Regions from separate parts of the Anser cygnoides genome. Here region 2 is linked to region 1. A link is a contact called in public Hi-C data. All regions are on one chromosome and are shown on one strand. Each heading gives the region's core, a stretch centred on a gene start, on an enhancer-like site or on the middle of the called end of the contact. The rest is flanking DNA. Distances are from core to core; before and after follow the strand shown. Region 1 holds the start of ERH (ERH mRNA splicing and mitosis factor). Region 2 holds the start of SRSF5 (serine and arginine rich splicing factor 5).

Region 1 (4,632 bases), core at 346-2,845:
AACTTCAGAGAGCCTCAAGTACTGGTAGAGTGTGGTTTCTGGCCCAAGGTCAGTCTTCTAGAGTACTTCATGTAAATCGGGATTAAACTGAAAATGTGCATCTGCCTGCAGAAATAAAGCAAAGAGCTGTTCATCTGTATCTTTTTACCACTAATGTTTAGCTATACCAGGCTTTATTGGAGCTTCAGACTTTCAAGAATATTCAAGTGTAATTAAAAGAATAGAAACAAATATGAAATCAAAACAAACATCAGGTCCACAATTAAACTCATCTGAAGAAATGCATTAATTAATGAATAATTTTATTGTTCTCCATCATCTGGATTTATTATGTACAGCATTAATTTGCTTTCTACTTAACCATGATAAGTACCCAGGGGGAGGAGGCATTTTTCTCTATTACCACCTATGAAGCTTTTTGCAAACCACATAACGCACAGCCCAAACAGCCATTTCGATTTTAAATTACCCATGTAGCAGGGGGCCTAAGCAACCGTTTTAAATAAAGCGATTGTAACTTCTCATCAGACACTTCCAGGACCGGTGTTCGCACATAAATCATTTCCACAGATACAGTTCTGTTGTTAAACCAGCAAAGCAGACAGATCCTTAAAGCAGCAAGTTTACGGCAAGTGTAAAATCGAATCGAGGATTTCCGAGAGTTGATGAGCCCACGATAAACTCGTTTGTACACGTGTGTGCTGCTGGTAAAGCACTGCCTACGCAGAAGGCTGGCAAGTGTGTGACTGCTGTTGATGCCGAGTGCCACGTTTCTGGATTCCCACCGACCTGTATTCCGGCAGCTGCCGGGAGTCCCAAAACAGACACGGACTGCCTGATCCAACCATACAAACGGGTATAACCTACACAAACACGGGGCAAGAACACCACCTCCGAACAACACGAAACACAGCCGGAGGCAGCAGAACTGCGCACAGCCGCCCTCCTTTGAGGCGCGCAGTAGAAGTTAAGCCGGGACTCCAGGCATTTCTGACAGAAACTCGCAAGGAGCACCAAGCCCGGCTCCCGCCGCCCCTGCCCGCTACGCGCCTCAGCCTCTGCTCCGCCTGGGGCCGGAGCGCTCCGACGGGCTTCGGCTCCCTCACCCGGCCTCCGTGCGGGTTTCCAACGAGCACAAGCGCACCGCGCCTCGCGCTGCCCCCTCACCTCGGAGAAGTTGACGGCCAGGGGGATGATGCCCGCCACATAGCAGGCCACCAGCATGGCGAGGGACAGCAGGCAGATGGCAGGGAAGTCATCCATGGCGCCTGGCGGCGAGGTCCGGCGGCGAGCTGCCCGCCCCAGCCCCGCCTCACCTCGCCTCACCTCACCTCAGCCCGTGCGGACGCCCAGGGCCCAGGCGCGGCCCCGGCCCATGGCTGCCCCCTCAGCGGCTCCCCCTCAGCCGCCCCCTCACCGAGCGGCACCGCGGCGCTTCCCCTTCCGGGCCTTCCCGGCTCCAAGATGGCGGCCGCCCGCCACCCGGAGGCGGGAAAGCGCGGCTCCCTTATCAAAGATGGCGGCGCAGCCCGCTTCCCTCCCCCCCCCCCCCGCTCCTCCAACGCGTCCCGCTAGGCTTCCACCCGCCGCCCTCAGCGCTTCGGCTTCAGAGGGCGCGCGTGCGCGGGGGGGCGCTCTAGCCCTTCCTCTCGCTGGTCGGCCGCGGGGGGTTGTGGGGGATCGGCGGGCGCCTGGCGGTCGGAGGCGGCGGAGCTGAGGAGCGGGAGCCGCGATGGTGAGCGGGGGGCGCGGGGGGCTCTGGGGGGGGGCTCGGCCTGGCCGCACCGGCACCGGGGAGGGCGGGGGGAGGCAGAGGGGGACGGCAAGGCCGCGGGGGGACCCGGCCCGGCAGCACGTGGCGGGGGGAGGCCGCGAGCGGGGGCTCGGGCCTGGTCCGGGGGTGCGGGCCCGGGGGTCGCCTCCGTGAGGGGGGTGCGCCGGAGCCCCTCGGTGCCCCGGGGCTGGGGGGAGAGGCCCGCCTCGGCCTGGCTGCGGTCAGGAGTTTGGCTTCTGCTGCCCGAAGGAGGGGAAAAAGTCGCCGAAATCAACTCCTCCTGCCTAGCTTGAGGAGCTGGAAGGCCCCTAAGCGTGCGGTGTGCTGCCTCGCTTCGCCAGGCGTCTTGCTGCTCTCCCCGTACCTCCTTCTTCTCTCTTTTTTCCTTCCCCCCAGTTTGTTTTCGTCTAGGCTTCGCAATTGGCAAAATGCTCTTCGGGCAGATGCTGCCTGGCTCCTGCTCGTTGGGGTGCCAGTGCTGCCTCAACCGCTTTTACGGGGTTATGTCTGCAATTTTGTACTTGGAGAGCTTTCTAAAGGGCGCTCTGGCAGTTGAAAATTGGAGTAATATAAACCAGTTTGGGGTCTTATTTAACAACAGCCAGTACAATTCCCGCTAAAAGAAAACACAAGAACACGAAACAATGCAACACAATAAAGAGCCCGTACTGCACTCTTCCACATTACCTATTCCTATGGCGTGACATTTTCAGTATCTTCCTCTGTTTTGGTTTTCTAACACTGAGATTTATACTCATGGAAAAACCAAACAGTTTTTATTTACACCGATCTTTGTCCCTAGGCACATATTCGGGGGGGGGCAGGTAAAAGTTTGAAAAAACCTCTCAGGTTTATGAACTTGTCACATCTGTGGTGGGAGAGGAGGAGCAATTTTACCAAATCAAGCTAAATTAGTTTTTTTAGGGTTTTTTTTTTGTCGTAAGGTAAAATAACAGGAAGTTCTTAAAGAAACACTTAAGATGTAATGCATTGATACTGCAGTACAATTGATCCCAATGGCAGTAATTTTGGTAGACCAGCTAAGGTGGACAAAGATCTTAAAAGCTAATTTGTACAATATAAACACGAAGGAATTGATTCTTTTATTGTTTGCTTTACTTCAGAGCTTTTAGCAGAAGCTGAGACATTAATACTTGTTAGAAGGAGAAATTTAAGTGGCAGTAACAGGATCAAAAGAAATACTAGCAACAATTTGGACTTGTTTTTTGATGTTATTGTAGTAATTATTGTTAGAGGCTCACGATCTATTGGTGTTGCTTTTAGAAAAGCTGAATTATGCCCTTTTTTTGTACAAGGGAATGAATAATTTCCAGGCTGATATGGATATTGAAAAGTTTGCAAAGAGAAAAATGGTTTCCAGTCAGAAGCTCAAATAAATTCTAACCTGAAGTTCTGAAAGAACTGGCTTGTATGTCTGGCTCACTGATACTTTTTTCCTGTAGTCTGAGTATTGGGATAGTGTCAGACTAAATATGTTGATTTAACAGTCAAAGACTGGGAGGGGTATTTTGAGGCTGGAAAGCTTAAAGTTCTTCCCCACCAGGACACTGAAAGACTGGATACAGAATTCACTTAACTATGATAAAGTTGCTCATCTCCTAGGCAGTACAGTTTTATCTATACTTTCTTAGGTTTTGCCAAATAAACCCAACTTTTTTCTTCTAACGTTAAAGTTGAGTTTGAAAGTACAAAGACCACAATTGCAGTTTGCAGGGCGTTCTGCTGCTAAAACACGCAAGCTTTTATAGAACACACTGAACTGGCTGACAGACCCCATTTTTTTTAAGAAGGGTTTCTTACTCGGATGCTCCTGGGAGATCAGAGTTCCAAGTCCTGGAAGCGAGCCTGGTCACAACCAAATACAAAGGGTACTGCTGGAAGTAGTTGTGAATGGATTTGGCAGCCCTTTGACTCCCTGGCGAGGCGTGCCTGGGACAGTGCAGCACACTTAGGAGCAGCTGGATACCAGCGGCCCTGGGGGCATCCCGTTCACATCTAGCGTCCTCCGGTGTGCAGGGAAGCAGTCTTAGCAGATGTGGTCTCCTTTGTATGATTTTCATTATAGCACAAAGCTCTGCGTTCTCCTCCTTCATTTCTGGGAGGGGAAAAGTCTTACTGCTACTGCTTCTTTATGGAACTTTTCTTCTGAGCTCCTCCAAATCTCCTTCTACCACGTTATGAATTTAAAAAGCTGAAACCGTATTCCAGGTCGATCGTGGTATAAAAATTTGGACCATTTTCTTATAAATTCTTTGCCATTTTTCTATCACCGCATTTGAGCACTGAAGTGGTACCTTTTAACTGTTCTGTCCAAAGCGTGGGTTATCAGCAGCTACCTAAATGAAGCCTGATAATGCATTTTGGTATTTGTTTCCAGTGTGTCTTACTCTGCAGTTCCCTGCATGAGTTTTACAAGTTGAGTGCTCACTTTATATATTAGCACTGAAAGTGCTGGGTTAAATTAGCAGCACGGGAAATGCTGTTTTCTAGGGTGCTTGCAAGCTTCCTATGATGTGTAACCTGTTAATTAGGTCACAGGCTGTGTACACTTAAAATCTTGTTTGTTTAAATTACTTGCTGCATCCAAGTGAAAAATATTACAGAAATAATGCAAGCCACAGACCGTACAATCATCAAAGCCTTCCCTGCAGAAGAGCAAGTTTACAGGCTGACATTTGGAACAGTTATCTGTGCCATAATTACCCTTTCAGTAGGCTTGCTGAAGTGTTAAAAAAATAATCAGCACATCTGATTTGCAGGAAATAATCTTGAATACCAAGTGCAGATTTGTTAAAGAATTTTTGTTACCTTGAAGCTGAATAACTCAAAATAGCTCT
Region 2 (4,442 bases), core at 52-2,551, 170 kb before region 1:
CCGATGAGATGGACCCAGAGTTATTTATTAAAACCACGTCAGTTCACGGCTATACGTACCTCCTGTCACTACGTGGACGGCGGCTACTGAAACGGTCAGAGTACCTCCCTCTGCCTCTACCACCCCTAGAGCGTGCTCTCGCATGCTCAATTGTAACCCTGCAGAGGAAAAAAAAAATAAGGAAGGGGAAATCATGCATTTTTAAGCATCTTTTCATAGTTATTGGGTGAAAAAGAGCTACAGCTGGATTTGAACAGTGCTGATAACAAAACGCAACTGAAAATCGACACATTTTTTATGTCTGAGTAACACAGGAGATACAGCAGCTCACCTCTCACTGCAAAGCTCTTTTCCATCCAGTTCATAGACAGCGTCATCCGCATCCCTGGGATCCTCAAATTCCTGCAAACCCACACAGCGAGAGCACCGTTAAGCGCCCAGAGCTCTCCCCGCGGCCTCCAGCCCTCCCAGCGCCCGTGAGGCGCACTCACCACGAAGCCGAAGCCCCTCTTGAGGTCGATGTCCCGGATGCGGCCGTAGCCCTTGAAGAAGCGCTCCACGTCCTTCTCCCTGGCGGCGGGGTTCAGCCTCCCGATGAAGACGCGGCAGCCGCTCATGGCTGGGGGCGCGGAGCTCGCTGCGGGAAGGAAACACGGCCCGGCCCGGCCCGGCCCCGCCCCGTCAGACCCGGCCCCAGCCCGTCCCGTCCCGTCAGACCCGGCCCGGCCCGTCAGCGCCGTGCCGGTGACTCAGCACGCCCCCGCCCCGCCCCCTGCCGCAGTCCGCAGCAGCCCGGCCTCGCCCCCTCTGCGGCCCAATCGCAGCCCGCCAGCTGGAGCCCGCCCCGGCCTCGGCCAATCCGAGCGCGCAGCTCCCCCCTCGGTCCCGCCCCCCTCGGCCCGGCCCCGCCCCCCGAGGCGCACGGGCAGGAAAGCCGACGCCATCGCTCCGCCACAAAATGGCGGCGCGGGCCGCGCCCTGCACTCAGCGCCCGCCGCGGCGGCGGCTGCACGCGGAGCACCGGGGCCGGCCCGCCGCCCCGCCGGGACCCCGTGCGCCGCCGCCACCACCCCTCGGCTGAAGGACCCGCCCGCCCCGCCCCCCACACACAGATAGCACCGCGCCCCGGCCGGTCACGAACCTGGGCTGCGGGTCCCGGTGCGTGCCGGGCCGGGCCGGGCCGTGCGGGGCGAGGAGGCCGGTGCGGTGCTGGCGGGCGGCTCCTGCTCCCTGCGCGGCGCCTCGCTCCCGACTGCCGCCCGCCCCGCCCCGCCGCCGCCACCGGGAGGCGGCCCCGCCCCGCGCGCCGATTGGCGGAGGCGGCCCTGGCCCCGCCCCGCCCCTCCCCGGGGTAATGGCGGCGGGCGGCCATGTTGGGGGCGGTGGGCAGTAGTCAGTGGAGGCGGCGGTTCACTGAGGGTTCCTCTCCTGCAGCTTGCACAACGTCCCTTGCTTCGTGCTGACGCCCCTTACAAGTCCTCACGCTCGTCTCTTCCAGCCAAACATAATTAATACGCTGTTAATTACTGCTCAGCAGCAGTATTCAGCCAGTCCCTGAGGCGCCTTATACTTAGACGCGGGGAGCCGTGGCTCATCACTGAAGCCGCAGACCTTAGCTTTTAGTTGGGACGAGTCTGTAACTTAGGGCCGCGGCTACAGCTCAAGAAAACGCATCTGAACCACGAACCCACCGCCTCCTCCTCTCCATGGCACGGAGCGGGCACTGCCCACCGCCCTGCAGTTTGCCACTGTGGAAGGCAATTAGGCAGGCTGGCAGCAAATCACCCGACATCAGATCACAGCCCAGCAGAGGTTTAATACCGAATAGGCATTGCATGTCATCATATTTTTTTGTACATCATCTAGTACATGCAATAAGGTTTAGGTTAGCTTCATGTTTTCGTGCTGAATTTATGCCAGCTGCAGAAGGACGGGGTGACCCCTGGCCCAGTAGGAGCCTTGCAAGTACAAAGAAAACAAAAGATATTTTTCTTTTTGGATTAATATTTGAATGATCAGAACAAGTGTACACCAGATCGGTGTGTTTAGTTTTACACACTAAGTGTGAACTACTGAGGAAATGCCACAAGCCTTTGAGAACGAGATGTAGACCACTACAAAAACATCCTACTGTGTCAAAGCTATCTATAAACCTTCAGGGGGTAACAGGAGAGCTGCTGCACGATTGTGTCCTTCCTTGGCTAGCCCACAGACCTTTCCTGAAAGCCACCTGAGCCCCTAAGCCAACATTTGATGTACACCTAAATGCAACCACTGCACTCATGACCACAGTCTCCCATTAAATTTCCAAGCTCAAATCACAACACATCTTTGTTTTGACAAACCATCTTTTTTTGTCATTTACACAGACTCAGTGACTAACATTAGCAGAAGTTTTTGTTTTCAGCAGACAGCAGATTGCAACGACTGAGCATGTCACATCATCCTCACTTCTTGCTTAATTGAGACCCAGTATTCATTTTAAAAGGAATTTGAAGAACATAGGTCATAATAGGGGAATAGTAGGATGGAGGAAATTCACATTACTCAAGTAGCCAGCACCTGTAATCCTTAAGAAACTCACTGAAGTAGCTAATGAACCATTGCTGAGACATCTGTAGCACCATCCCGAATACCACGCTCCCCAGAGGTGCAGTGATTTTTCGATTGGCAAGCTTACCTTCAAAGGTCAGAGAGGCAATGGAACAGAAGATTAAATAATCAATGTATAAGTACTTCCATTCATTAAACTGCTAAGCTGGTCATGACAACAAGGCAGGCAATAAACAAGCTGTTTCAAATTAATCCAATACTCCTTCCTGGAATAACTAAGCTACTGGGCAAGGGGGAAAATAGAGATGTGTTAAACGTGACCGTAGTAAAGATTTCAGTGCTATGCCACACACGGTATTTTCTTAAGCAAACAGGAAAATGGCAGGATAAAATTAATTGTAAGCTGGAAGCATACCTCTGTCAGTGTTTGCATTCAAAATAGGTCCTTGACAAACACAGGGACAATTCCTTTGCGGAATCAGGGATCTCCTCTCAGCACAGGACTGTTCAACAGCTGCATTAATAGTTTGCTAAGCAGATTAGAGCATGCAGTGTTAAAACATGCAGGTGAATCACCCTGGGAAGATTTTCAAACACTCTGAAGACAAGAAGAGAATTCAAAATGAGCCTGATGAACCAAAGCAATGATTCAACAAGATGAAAATCTGCAAGGACAAGGACAGAAATGTTTATGTTTAGGAAGAACAATCCAGTATAAAATCAGAAATAAACATTTAGGAAATAGTAATGTGTATAAAGGCTTCAGTTAAAGTGGATCCCAATCTAAAAATAACTCAATAAATATACTGGCATTGCAGAAACAGGTATAACCTATTCTGGGATGTGCTTACAGCAGGTATGGTATTTAAGGGACAGGTGCTGATCTGTATGGTGATAGTAAGGTTAGTAAGCTTTAACAATAACCTCAACTTTTGTATGGCACAGTACTACTCAAACACACATATGGCTGCTATGCAGCTCATGAAGAAAAGCTGATTGAAAAAAAAAAATCACTCAAAGTCATGGATTTTTTAGTAGACTCAAGGTATAGCAAAGCTGTGGTATAGATTGCTTTGAGATAGTTTTATGAAATTGAAGTGAAGCCCTTGCAGAATGCTGGAGTGTTATCAATGCAGCACGTGGCTTCGCACGTTTATATTAACCACAGTGCTTTTCTCCTACCTTCGCATGCTCGTCCAGTTGGGGAGGGCGGTACATGTCCCATCACTTGCGGTTCCAGTCCTTATTTTTTAGGCAACTGTTAAGCTAAGCAAACACAACATTAAAACAATACACCATATAGTTGCACAATGCAGGCAAACTCATCAAGATGTCATCACAACAGATATTTTAACCTAGCTGTCATCTTACACAGGTAAACACAGAGTAGAAAGGACAAACTTTATATATATGTATTTACACGTACACACACACACATAGCATCCTGGCTCCTCTAGTCTTCTGATAAATCATACTGGAGAACAAGCTGCAATTTCATCTACTGTTCAATCGTTCAAGAATTATGCCTAGCAGACACAGAATTTTTGTGCCACTATAGTTATTTTGAAAAGGTCTGTTTAAGTATTATAAGTCTTTGAAAGTCCTATCACCAGTATAGAAGTCTTTTTCTTCATGTTCCCTCAAGATACAGAAAAACACAGTCTGTCTCTGACATGATTTGATGCTACAGTCTGTTCAGCGGCATGAACTGACGGGTTTGCTCCCAGCATCTCCTACTTGCTGTTCTCCCTCCTCTTTTACTTATTCAACAGGATGACAGTAATACCAATTATTTTGGATTTTGCACCCAAAGTATCACTCCTCCCCTTGACACAGCTCTGCTGGCAGAGGAGCAGTAGCTAGATCCAAATCTCACTGCATCCACACTG

The links. A called contact is a pair of places that touch in the nucleus more often than the background predicts.
Region 2: a Hi-C map of liver shows a contact between it and region 1, with 2.3 times the contacts expected there. The contact joins the promoter of SRSF5 here to the promoter of ERH in region 1. A contact is called at or near these places in 3 of 7 Hi-C or Micro-C datasets (granulosa cells and liver).

Annotation. Positions count from the first base shown.
Region 1 is chr5:29,660,972-29,665,603 of Taihu_goose_T2T_genome, reverse strand. ERH (ERH mRNA splicing and mitosis factor) reads left to right here and starts at 1,595. Exons shown (of 4, transcript XM_066997739.1): 1 at 1,595-1,735. The coding sequence starts at 1,733. It overlaps SLC39A9 (solute carrier family 39 member 9), which reads right to left and starts at 1,460. Exons shown (of 7, transcript XM_048065227.2): 1 at 1,168-1,460. The coding sequence starts at 1,263.
Region 2 is chr5:29,833,078-29,837,519 of Taihu_goose_T2T_genome, reverse strand. SRSF5 (serine and arginine rich splicing factor 5) reads right to left here and starts at 1,301. Exons shown (of 8, transcript XM_066997749.1): 1 at 1,142-1,301; 2 at 492-637; 3 at 332-402; 4 at 60-158. The coding sequence starts at 617.